Linked DNA regions of Mus musculus: region 2 is linked to region 1. The links are chromatin contacts, called in public Hi-C maps. All regions are on one chromosome and are shown on one strand. Each heading gives the region's core, a stretch centred on a gene start, on an enhancer-like site or on the middle of the called end of the contact. The rest is flanking DNA. Distances are from core to core; before and after follow the strand shown. Region 1 has its middle 18 kb from the start of Gm41036. Region 2 has its middle 71 kb from the start of Cartpt.

Region 1 (5,081 bases), core at 1,051-3,550:
GATGAGTAGGGACATCAGGAAGGGGACTGGCTGGGGCGTTTCTCTTTCTGTGGACACTGGGTGATTAGTTTTATAGGGAGAAAAAATAAGCTTAGAGAAACAGCTAAGTGGAGGCTGATGAAGAGAGGTTCTTCTGCACATATACGCTAGACATATTGCCATCCCAGCCCTCCAGAATCCTACAACGCATTGAGAGCATGACCTAGAAATATAACCCACACAAACCTTACCTACCATACACAGGTATCTGCCCTAAATCATTGTTTAGGATCAAGGAATTCTGTCCCCTCTCCCAGGTCTCCTGAGTGAGTACCTAGCCCACAGTCAGTTGTCCACGTTCTGGGAACATTCTAGAAACAAACACCTTGGTCTGTTTGGATTCCTTTAGCACAGAATTATCCCCGAGAAATGGAGACACTCAGCAGGTTAGTGATGAGCTCTTGAAGGAGAGAGCATGATGTAAGATTTGAGCAGGTAACTGAGGCCATTTGGATTTGAAGAATGGAAGTACAGTTGGAGTAGGTCAAGAGCAGTAGGCATACAGGTGGGATGGTTATGCAAAGCAACGTATCTACCATCATAGAGAAGAAACAAGGAGTGGCAGACCCCAATCCCTAGTTTCTTCCTCTAGAGTCTTACCACTTCCTGAATTCCTGCCATGAGCATCATTTTGACTTGAGCTGGTTTGAATAGATGAATAGCCCTTGCAATCAAGTGCCCAAATTAGATTAGGAGACAAAGTGAGATCAAATTAATGCATAGTAAGAACGCACAAGAGCTCCAAGGCAAAGGCCGATGAAAACCTTGATCTGTCTACACTTCTATTTTCCAAACTTGGAAGATAGGTTCAAATAACCTGCTGCACTGCCTCTGCCCACCACACTTGAGACTTCACAGCCTGCGTCTGTTCATCCTCAGCTTTGGTCACTAGCAGCCCAGAAGCCTATCCTCTGCTCTGTTGTTCCAGACTAGGATCTTTATCTCTTCACTTGATGTCCTTGATGTCTATTTTCTCAAGGGGCCTGGGCCTCTGTCTCGTCTTCCTTCTGGCGTAGAGCTTCCAAGATTGGCAGTGCCATTGCAGTTGCTCTTGAGGACATTTCCGGCTGCCTACTGAGCTCCTTCCTGACATTGATTACCTCATATATTTGAACCAGGGGGTGGCACTACTTGAGAAGGATTAGGAGGTGTGGCCTTGTTGGAGGAGGTGTGGCCTTGTTGGAGGAGGTGTGGCCTTGTTGGAGGAGGTGTGGCCTTGTTGGAGGAGGTGTGGCCTTGTTGGAGGAGGTGTGGTCTTATTGGAGGAAATGTGACATTGGGAGCAGGTTTTGAGGTCTCAAAACCCTACATCAGGCCCAGTCAATTTCCCTCTCTGCTTGTGGGTCAGGATGTAACTCAACTACTGCCCCACTGCCATGTGTGCCACCATGCTCCTTGCTATGATGACAATGACCTAAACCTCTGAGACTGTAAGCAAGCTCTCAATTAAATGCTTTTAAAAATAGGAGTTGCCTTGGTCATGGTATCTCTTCATAACAATAGAGCAGTAACTAAGACATTGTCTATAACCATTCTTTACTGTTGGCTTTGGGACTCTTCCAAAGCCATCAAAACTTCTCCCTAGCATTTTTTTCTTTTGTGCTTCTCATTTCAACCATTATTATCCTAGGAATTTTACAGATCAACTGGCACTTGGCTGACTTTGGAAGGTGTGGTTTGGCAGAGGGACATGAAGATGGCAGGAAAACCCTAATGTTTTATGCCAGCTTCATTTACACTGGCCTTTAAATTATGCCTATATTTTCAGTAAGAACATGGTATTATTTTGAAAGGATGAGGAGAAACGTATTACTATATTGACCAGCACACGGGTTTATTTTAACTGTCAATTTGACCTGAACTAGAGTCATTTGAGAAAAAGGAAACTTGGCTGAGAAATCGCCTCTATCAGATTGGCCTATAGTCATATATGTGGAGAAAATGTCTTGACTGAAGATTGCTATAGGGTGGGACAGCCCACTGTGAGTGGTGTCACCCTAGGCAGGAAGTCCTGGGCTGTATAAAAAATCAAGTTGAGCAAGCCAGAGGGAACAAGCCACTAAGCAGCATTCCTTCAGTTTTTGCCTCTGGACCCTGGAGTTTGCCTGACTTCTCTCAGTGATGGACTGTGACCTGGAAGTCTAAACTGGAGCAAACCCATACATTCCCTAAGTTGTTTTTGTTCACAATGCTTATCCCAGCAACTCCCAGGTATGGATGCAGACATTTATTTCCTGTAGTACGATAATTGTAGATTTAGCCCACACTCCATCCTACGGAAGGTGCAAAAAAAGATGTGAGTCATGTTCCCTGCAGCTGTGACAAGCTGCAGGCAAAATGGATTTAGGAATGTTGTCAGGAAACATTCCTGTTGGAAAGTCCAGTTGGAAAAGAAAGCTGCACCAAGCAGAAAAGTAGTGAACATCACAACAGCTCCTTTATTTTAACTTATGGTTAAAAGAAAAAATACTGATAAATCTTCTAAATCCCTAGGAAAGAATAGCGACCACAGCTGTCTCAGGCACAGGATGCTTGGAATAAGCAAACTTTTACATAACTTGAAATTCTTTCTTTAACTTTAATCTTCACTGGATTATATGGGCCCTTTTTCCATGTAAACAATGAGTATTAAACCAAATTAGCATTCTTAGGAGGTCTAGGATCTCACTAGACATATTTTACAGTGCCTCCTCAACTCAGTCTCTGCCAATGGCAGCCTAGATCAGTGGTTCTCAGCCCTCCTAATGTGTCCCTTAAATACAGTTCCTTATGTTGTGGTGACCCCCAACCTTAAAATTATTCTTGTTGCTACTTCATAACTATAATTTTGCTATGCTCGTGATTTACAATATAAACACATCAGGTATATAGGCCGTGACCCACAGGTTGAGAACCATTGGTGGGCCACATTTTGAATCTGATGGCTCTCCTAAACCTGGCTACAAGTGGTTGGTTACAGTGAAAACCTCTTCCAACACGAGTCAGTCTACAAGTGAGTCAATGAGTGGAGGCCTATAGTTTGCCTTCAAGACGCTCATTTGTGCAAGCAGGAGGCTTAGTTATCAAAGCCAACATGGAAAGAGGTAGAGCTTTGAGGTAGGAGAAGGAAAACTGGAGACATAAATGTTGGGACTGAAGAATCCCTGATGGGGGTAGGTGATCAAGTCTATGAGGAAGTGTAGCCAGTGAAGTGAAGCAGGTAGAGGGCTGGCTGGGAGCGGGGGACTGAGGCACAGACAAGCAGAGATCTCTGCTCTTTCATGCAGAAGGATGACTCACAATTTGCACTGTGCACAGAAGTCTCTGAGGAGCAGGCAGCTGCTATGACCTATCTGCTCTGGTCTTGGGTCAGGTATGACTCTTACGTAGTCTCCCCTTGCTCCTGGGGGATTTATGTTTACTTAGGGTCACACACATTCCTCTGGTTTCACTTGTATTGCTCATCACTCTCTCTATTCTTCCTGACTCCATTGTTCCACGCTCAATGACCACCTTCTACAGCCTTCAGAGACACTGCTCTGCCAGTGCACTGCTGTCCTGGGGGAGGAGCCAGTTGCTGTTTGTCATCTTGTGTAACCTTCAAGATTTGCATCTTCCTAGAGTTGAACCATTGCTCACTCCCAAAGGCCTTTGGGAGGTTTTTTAGTTAGCACTTTTTCTGAAGAATAGAGAGCACCAGATGTCTGAAGAATACCAGCAGGCTATTAATGCTGCGTTATTTCATTTTTTCCTTCTTTTTTCACTTCCCCTTTTCTCCTTTGCCAGCAAAAGCTTGCCTTTCAATGCCCCGTGCTTGTTTTAAAATTAGTTTTCATCCCATAAGCTCAAACCAGTGGAGCTGCAGGGGGCAAATGAGCCAAGATGTTTATTGTGCTAAATTTCCAGACAAGTCAACCCAATTTAAAAACGGACCTCAAGTAGTGAACAAAATAAAAATTGTTAGATAATTATAAAACAGTAATGGTTCTGATTCTGACACCGCCTAGAAAACACCTGAACAAAGTATAAAACAATCAAAATGGAAAAATAGTTCAAATATTTCAGGTAAACAGTGTGGTTAGAAAACCTTGTACTGGCCATTTTCTTGAAGAACTGGGTGCTCAGTCCTCTGTCTGCTTCTGTGGGTCCTGCTGTGGCGCATTTACAGCTGATAGATGGAACTGAGGGTCAGGAGTGGGCCTGGAAGCATGAGAAAATAAAGTGACTGGTTGTTTCAAAATAGCAAACACTTTCTCTTTTGCATGGCTTGGAGAAATTATGAAAGCACAGAGCAAGTTGGTCTAGAGGATAGCTGGTCTATAGCAAGTCTCTAGAGCATCGTGTAAGACCTGAGAAGCTTTACGTCCAGGATGTCCCATGGACAGAGATGCAGAGATGGAGATCGATGCAAAAAGCAAGAGGTTTATTAATCCAGCATGCTGGGGTTGTCCTGAAATCGGGATAGAAGCGACCCTGAGTAGCTAAAGCACACACCTTTTATACATTGGCGGGGAGGGGCAGTTTTTAGTCATAGTTTTAGAGCTGGCAGTTTATCATTGGCTAACCTTTAGCAACATTTAGGGGCACTTAAGGACCAGAGACATTGTGTGGGCTTTTCTATACAATCAGAGGACTATCTCTTGGAACACCTTGCAGTGAGGCAAATTCTGGGAAAAGAACACATTTACTTAACTCTTTATAACCGTGGTCATTTTGAGCTACCACAAATCTTACAATAGCTGGTTTATAGGAAGTCGCTCTAGAGCTTGCTTTAGAGCATGGCTTCTCACCAACCTTTCACCCTTTCTCTGGTCTGACCTCGGGATAGAGGAAAGTGGACTCCTCTCTCACTCTGGGTCTTACAGTGAGGTTTTGTTGTCCTTTTGTTAGAGACACATGGACATCAAAACAAAGGATTGGAGAAGGCACCCCCTCTAGAGGGACATATAAAAGAAGTAAACAATTAAAGAGGCAATATTGCAGGTGTGACACTTTTCCTCATTTGAGTGAAAATGACCTGGTGAGTTTGTATGTCTATATCCATTCACACATCTACCCTTCCA
Region 2 (5,309 bases), core at 1,974-4,473, 670 kb after region 1:
GTCCATAAAGAGGAGATCCATTAAATAAGTTATTGTATGTCCATATGATAAAATCTGTTGCAGGCATTAGAATATGTACATATGGGACTAGACAGATGGCTTAGTAGTTAAGAGCACTGACTGCTCTTCTAGAGGTCCTGAGTTCAATACCCAGCAACCACATGGTGGCTCACAGCCATCTGTAATGGCATCGGATGCCTTCTTCTGGTGTGTCTGAAGACAGCTACAGTGTACTCATATAAATAAAATAAAATAAAATAAAATAAAATAATATGTACATATATACAGAAAAAATGTACAATATATTTAGAATAAATTTGTGTATAAAATAGTGTACATGATATCATATGATTATCCAAATCTATACTTTAAATAAGAATCTATGTTTCGAGTTTTATAATATACTGCTTACATTGGATCCTACAGTAGTTTTCCACTTTTCCCTTGCCATGTGACCTTGCCGTGCACTTGGGTAGGCAGAGTATCCTTTCCATCTCCACTAATCGTGGGTTTGGCCATCTGACTTGTTTGACTAAGGGAACATAGGCAAAAGTGACAATCCGTCAGTCCAAACCAAGCCCTTAAGAGGCATTATGTGGGTCGGTTTCCACGCTTGCATTCCTGCCAACACCACAAGAAAAATATGTCCTTGGAAGCTGCTGACCCAAGAGGAATGCAAGACAAGTGGAATGGAAGGACACCAAGTGAGACTTTCAACCAAGCCGATCAAACCACAGCCTAAGAAAAGACACTTCGGCCAACACACAGACCCATGAGGAGGAGAGGCAAATGTGTGTTATATGCCACTAAATGTTAGCAGCCTTACTATGAAGCGTTACTGTGTCAGAAACTAAGGTGTGCGTTACTTAAATCTGTACTAGTGAGTGAAATCTGAAGAAGAAATTAAAATTACTAGAATATTAACTTTGGCTATCTCTAAGTGATAGGATTTGGTGATATTTGTTATTCTTTGGATAACCCCATCAAAGCCCAGTCCAAATCCAACAACCCAACCTAGCCTCACTCCCACACTCCAGCTCCACACATCCAACTACCTACTCAACATCTACATTCAAGGTCTTGATCTCAACACGCCCACCACTGAGCCACTGATATCTCCCTCCGTAATGCTGTCATACCCATCACTATTGATGGTAACGTCTTTCTCCCTGTTGCTCTATCTAGAAGACTTGGTTCATCTTTTTTCTCTCCTTTTTATAGCCTACATGTCTGCCAGTGATCCTGCCAGCTCTGACCAAGATATTCCAAGATGACAATACCTCTCTTACTTTCTGTCTCCACTACTTCCAACCTGACCCAAGTGTCAGAAACCGCCATCCTCTCTCACTTGGCTTACTGTGTGAGCCTCCTCTTTGGTCTCACTACTTTTCCCCTTCCCCTCAACAATCTAATCCTTGTAGATGCTAGAATAAGATTTTTTAAATGTAAAGCTAGGTTCTCTTGTATCACTGCTGGAAACCCTCCAGCAGGAGACCCTTGTTTTCTGCATGTTCTTGTAGTCATTGCTTCTCTGACCTCATCATTGTGTGCTGTCTCCCTGGCTCACTTGATCCTTGGAAGAGTTTCCTCACCCCAGAGCTGGTGTGCTGGTCCGACTCTGTCTAACATCCTACCCGACTGTATCTAAAGCCTCTCTCTATGCCATCTTTCTAAAGAGATCTACCCTAACCACCCTTTCCAGTTAGACCTCAGCCCCTTCCATATTACCTCGGCTCTCTTTTCTCTTTATTTTGTGCCATTTTTCCCCCACAGGCCTTATGTTCTCCCATATTAGTTGTCTGCTTCACACAATCATTATATTACCATATCACCACCTCCCTTGCTGCTAAAACTTGAGCATCTGAAGGGCAGCTGATTATCCACCTTGTTCTTGTTGAATCTCAACTGCCTTACCCATATCTGATGCACAATAAGCACTTAAACTGGATTCCTGGTATAATGAAGGAATTTATTTATAAAGTTCTTTTCAAATAATTAACATGTATTATTTCAACAGTTAAGAACTTTTTTTTTTCAAGTGATTTGGCATTTTTCTCTTTAATCAACTCTCTTCAGAGCCTGGTTAATCTGACACAAATACTTTCCTCGAACTTGAGTAGGATTAAACCCCTGTAACTCCTAACTTGGCATTCATGCTCAAAGTTGACCTGCAACCCTATATGCCCACCAGCTCTCCAGACACTGAAATCTCATTAGCTGATTTTCTTTCAGCCACTGATTGTTTATTTTCAGTATACAGTCTCTTTTGGCTACTTAAACTGTTAGTCACAAAGAAGAATAGTTTTAATTGGCCTTTCTAATATTCCTAAGCAAGGAACTCTTGTGTCCTCTGAGTTCAATATAGGTTTTACTCTATAGGCCATATAGGTCTCTACTGCAGGCTCCCTTGCAACTAGATTCCACTTTTCCAATAGACCTGGTCTGTTCTGTTGTTCGAACACAAGGCACCAGAGCATAGGCATTTAGCTCTTCTTCCTGCCTTTATCAGCAGTAACTCCAGCAGATTCTCAGTGCCTTGGCAGATTTGCTTAGCGTCATTCTGTCTCCAGCTACACAGGAAACTCTGCAGTAATTACTGGAAACTAAAACCTTTATACAAGCATCTTAGTTATAGTTCCTATTGCTATGATAAAATACCAAAACAAAGTCAGCCTAAGGAGGAAAACGTTTGTTTCAGCTTATTCCTTATAATCCAACATCTAAGGAAGTCAGGGTAGGAACACAAAGAAGGAACCTGGATGCATAAACTCATGCACAGGTCATGGAGGAGTGTTGTTTACAAGCTGGCTCATTTGGGGTTGCTCAGATTGCTTTTTTATAGAAATAGAACCACAAGCCTGTGGCACTGCCCACAGAGAGTTGGGCCCTCTCACATCAATCAGCAACCAAGAAAATGTACCATATGCTTGCCCATAAGCCAATCTGGTGGAGGTATTTTCTCAGTTGAGGTTCCCTCTTCCAAAATGATTCTAGTTTGTGTCAAACTGACATTTAAAAAAAAAATGAGCCAGCACAAGTAACTGTACCGCCCACATCTGTACTAGTTTCTCCAGAGAGGCCCAAAATATAAGTCACAGACAGTATGCTCACAGCTGAGAGGTAGAGACGTCCAGTAGTCAAGCACACAGATTATGAGTCAGACTATGCTTGCTCCAACTCTATTTCTTCATGGCCTGAACAAAGTTAGAGTGTCTCAGCTGACACTCAGATCAGTGAAGTCTACAGAATCACTAACAACTACAGGGTTTTTCTGGGGAACAAATGACTCATGCTTAGTACAAAATAAATCTCTAAGAAGTTTTTTTACGCAAGCTCGGCTGCAGAGTAAGCCCTTTAGTCACTCCCTGTTTGAACAAGATTGGCAGCCCAATGCCCTTCTACCCAGAAAGTGGAAGAGATCCTGATTATACCTGATCTGTAGAACACTCCCTGGTTTTCCATGTTCATCAGTTCACCAACTCTAAACACAATAGTAGCTGTTCACTTTGCATTGTAAGAGTTACTTCCCGGGGCTGGTGAGATGGCTCAGCGGTTAAGAGCACCGACTGCTCTTCCAAAGGTCCTGAGTTCAAATCCCCCGACTGCTCTTCCAAAGGTCCTGAGTTCAAATCCCAGCAACCACATGGTGGCTCACAACCATCCGTAACAAAAATCTGATGCCCTCTTCTAGAGTATCTGAAGACAGCTACAGTGTACACACATATAATAAATAAATAAATCTTTTAAAAAAAGTACTAAAAAAAAGAGTTACTTCCCAGAATTCCAGCAAAGAAACAAACAAGTGGGGACCCATGCCATGCTGCTCTGAAGGGAGCCTGTTTTCTAGCACTTGCGGAGGGAAAACCAGGTAATTTTTGACTCAGTCCAATTAGAAATTGGGCATTTTCAAGTCTAAACATCCGTGATCATTTCCATTCCACACTTCTGCACTCCAAACGTGACTCACCACTGTGATTTGATAAAACTCCACCAAAGTGTACAGATGTGACTAAGACTTGGAACATCTCCCATTTTCATGTGACTTAAAGGTACCAGTGCCAAGCAACTTCTTGAAGAAGAAGAAGAAAAATCAATTTCTAGAACTGCATGACCAAAATTTAGACCATGTGTTTCAAACTGATGGAAACCTCAGGAAATCCTAACTCCACAAAATCTAATCAGGTTTCCAACACTTAACCCAAGTGGTCTCATTTGGATAGGGAGAAAATTCCAGTTCTTGAAGAACTAAATTATGTTCCACATGGATTCATCTGTACCATGAAGAGTCTTTCTTGCCCCATGAGAATTTGTGTTGGGAAGAGAAAGTAGATTCCGAGTCTAAAGTTGGGATTGCTTTGGGAGGAGACCCGAAGGCACAATGAAGCAATTCTACTTAGAAATACCACACTTCAGCTTGCCAATTAAAAAGCACTTCTTTAGACAGTCAATCTTGGAAGAGAGTATATTACAAGAAAATGTATATCTTCTGAATAGATTCCCTCCATCAACTTAAGCTAGGGGATTGAGGCATCCCTCTTGATGACACTGATAAGATGCTTCACCCAGTAAAAGAGCTTACTGCAGAAGTGTGATGACCTCTGCAGAAGTCGGATGCAGAGTCTAATCCTCAGTTCCCATAGAGGATGGACTGACACCAAAAAGTCGTCCTCTGACCTCCACATGCACTGTGGTACCATGTATAACTCATACAGAATAATAATAGTAATAGTCATAATAGCAACAATAACTTAATATTTTTAAGTACTGGGGCTCACTGGAGGAATGAAGAATGTCAATCTAAAACCTAGATTATTGCCCAAATTATTTTATAAAATTCTGTTCGCTATAGCTCTGTACATCTTCTGAATAATGAGGGATTTGAACCAGGGCATCTCCAGGTCAAGATGTCAGATCCAGAAAATAGAAGCTAGCCTCTCACAAAGGCTCTTTGTTGTGTAATACCTTGCCACTGACCCCATGGACTCTTTATAAGTACAATCTTTAGAAATTAGCATTTTATTGATTTTGACACATGCTGTCATTGATGCTCTGTTTTATGTGTTTTAATTAAATGTTATTAGTTGCTGCTGTGTCCTGAGGCCATGTACTGGAGACAAGGGAGGTTTCATAAATCAGACCTGGACTTGTAGTTGGGAGTCCATCAACTCTTCTTACAGGGCCACTGTAATTATTTGCCCCAGATCAATAGAGAAGCTTTGATGTTGTCTACTTCAGAGAAAAGGATTCTTCCTGTTAATCTCCATGTTGTAAATTCACAAAGCCCTTCTGCAAATCTGACCCTCCCTTGA

What was found. A called contact is a pair of places that touch in the nucleus more often than the background predicts.
Region 2: a Hi-C map of muscle stem cells shows a contact between it and region 1, with 5 times the contacts expected there. The contact joins two enhancer-like sites. A contact is called at or near these places in 1 of 15 datasets of contacts at CTCF or cohesin (stem cell-derived epiblast-like cells), 15 of 484 Hi-C or Micro-C datasets (the C2C12 cell line, the N1E-115 cell line, adipose-derived mesenchymal stem cells and 11 more) and 1 of 115 datasets of contacts at active chromatin or transcription factors (bone marrow-derived dendritic cells).

Annotation. Positions count from the first base shown.
Region 1 is chr13:99,155,576-99,160,656 of GRCm38.p6, forward strand. No RefSeq gene overlaps it. Among named protein-coding and RNA genes, the nearest start is that of Gm41036, 18 kb to the right of the region's middle. Within about 2 kb of position 2,301, at least 18 of the 459 cell types and tissues checked have an H3K27ac peak or open chromatin away from gene starts, as enhancers often do. A contact at or near this core is called in muscle stem cells, where this site is marked.
Region 2 is chr13:99,827,143-99,832,451 of GRCm38.p6, forward strand. No RefSeq gene overlaps it. Among named protein-coding and RNA genes, the nearest start is that of Cartpt, 71 kb to the right of the region's middle. Within about 2 kb of position 3,224, at least 40 of the 459 cell types and tissues checked have an H3K27ac peak or open chromatin away from gene starts, as enhancers often do. A contact at or near this core is called in muscle stem cells, where this site is marked.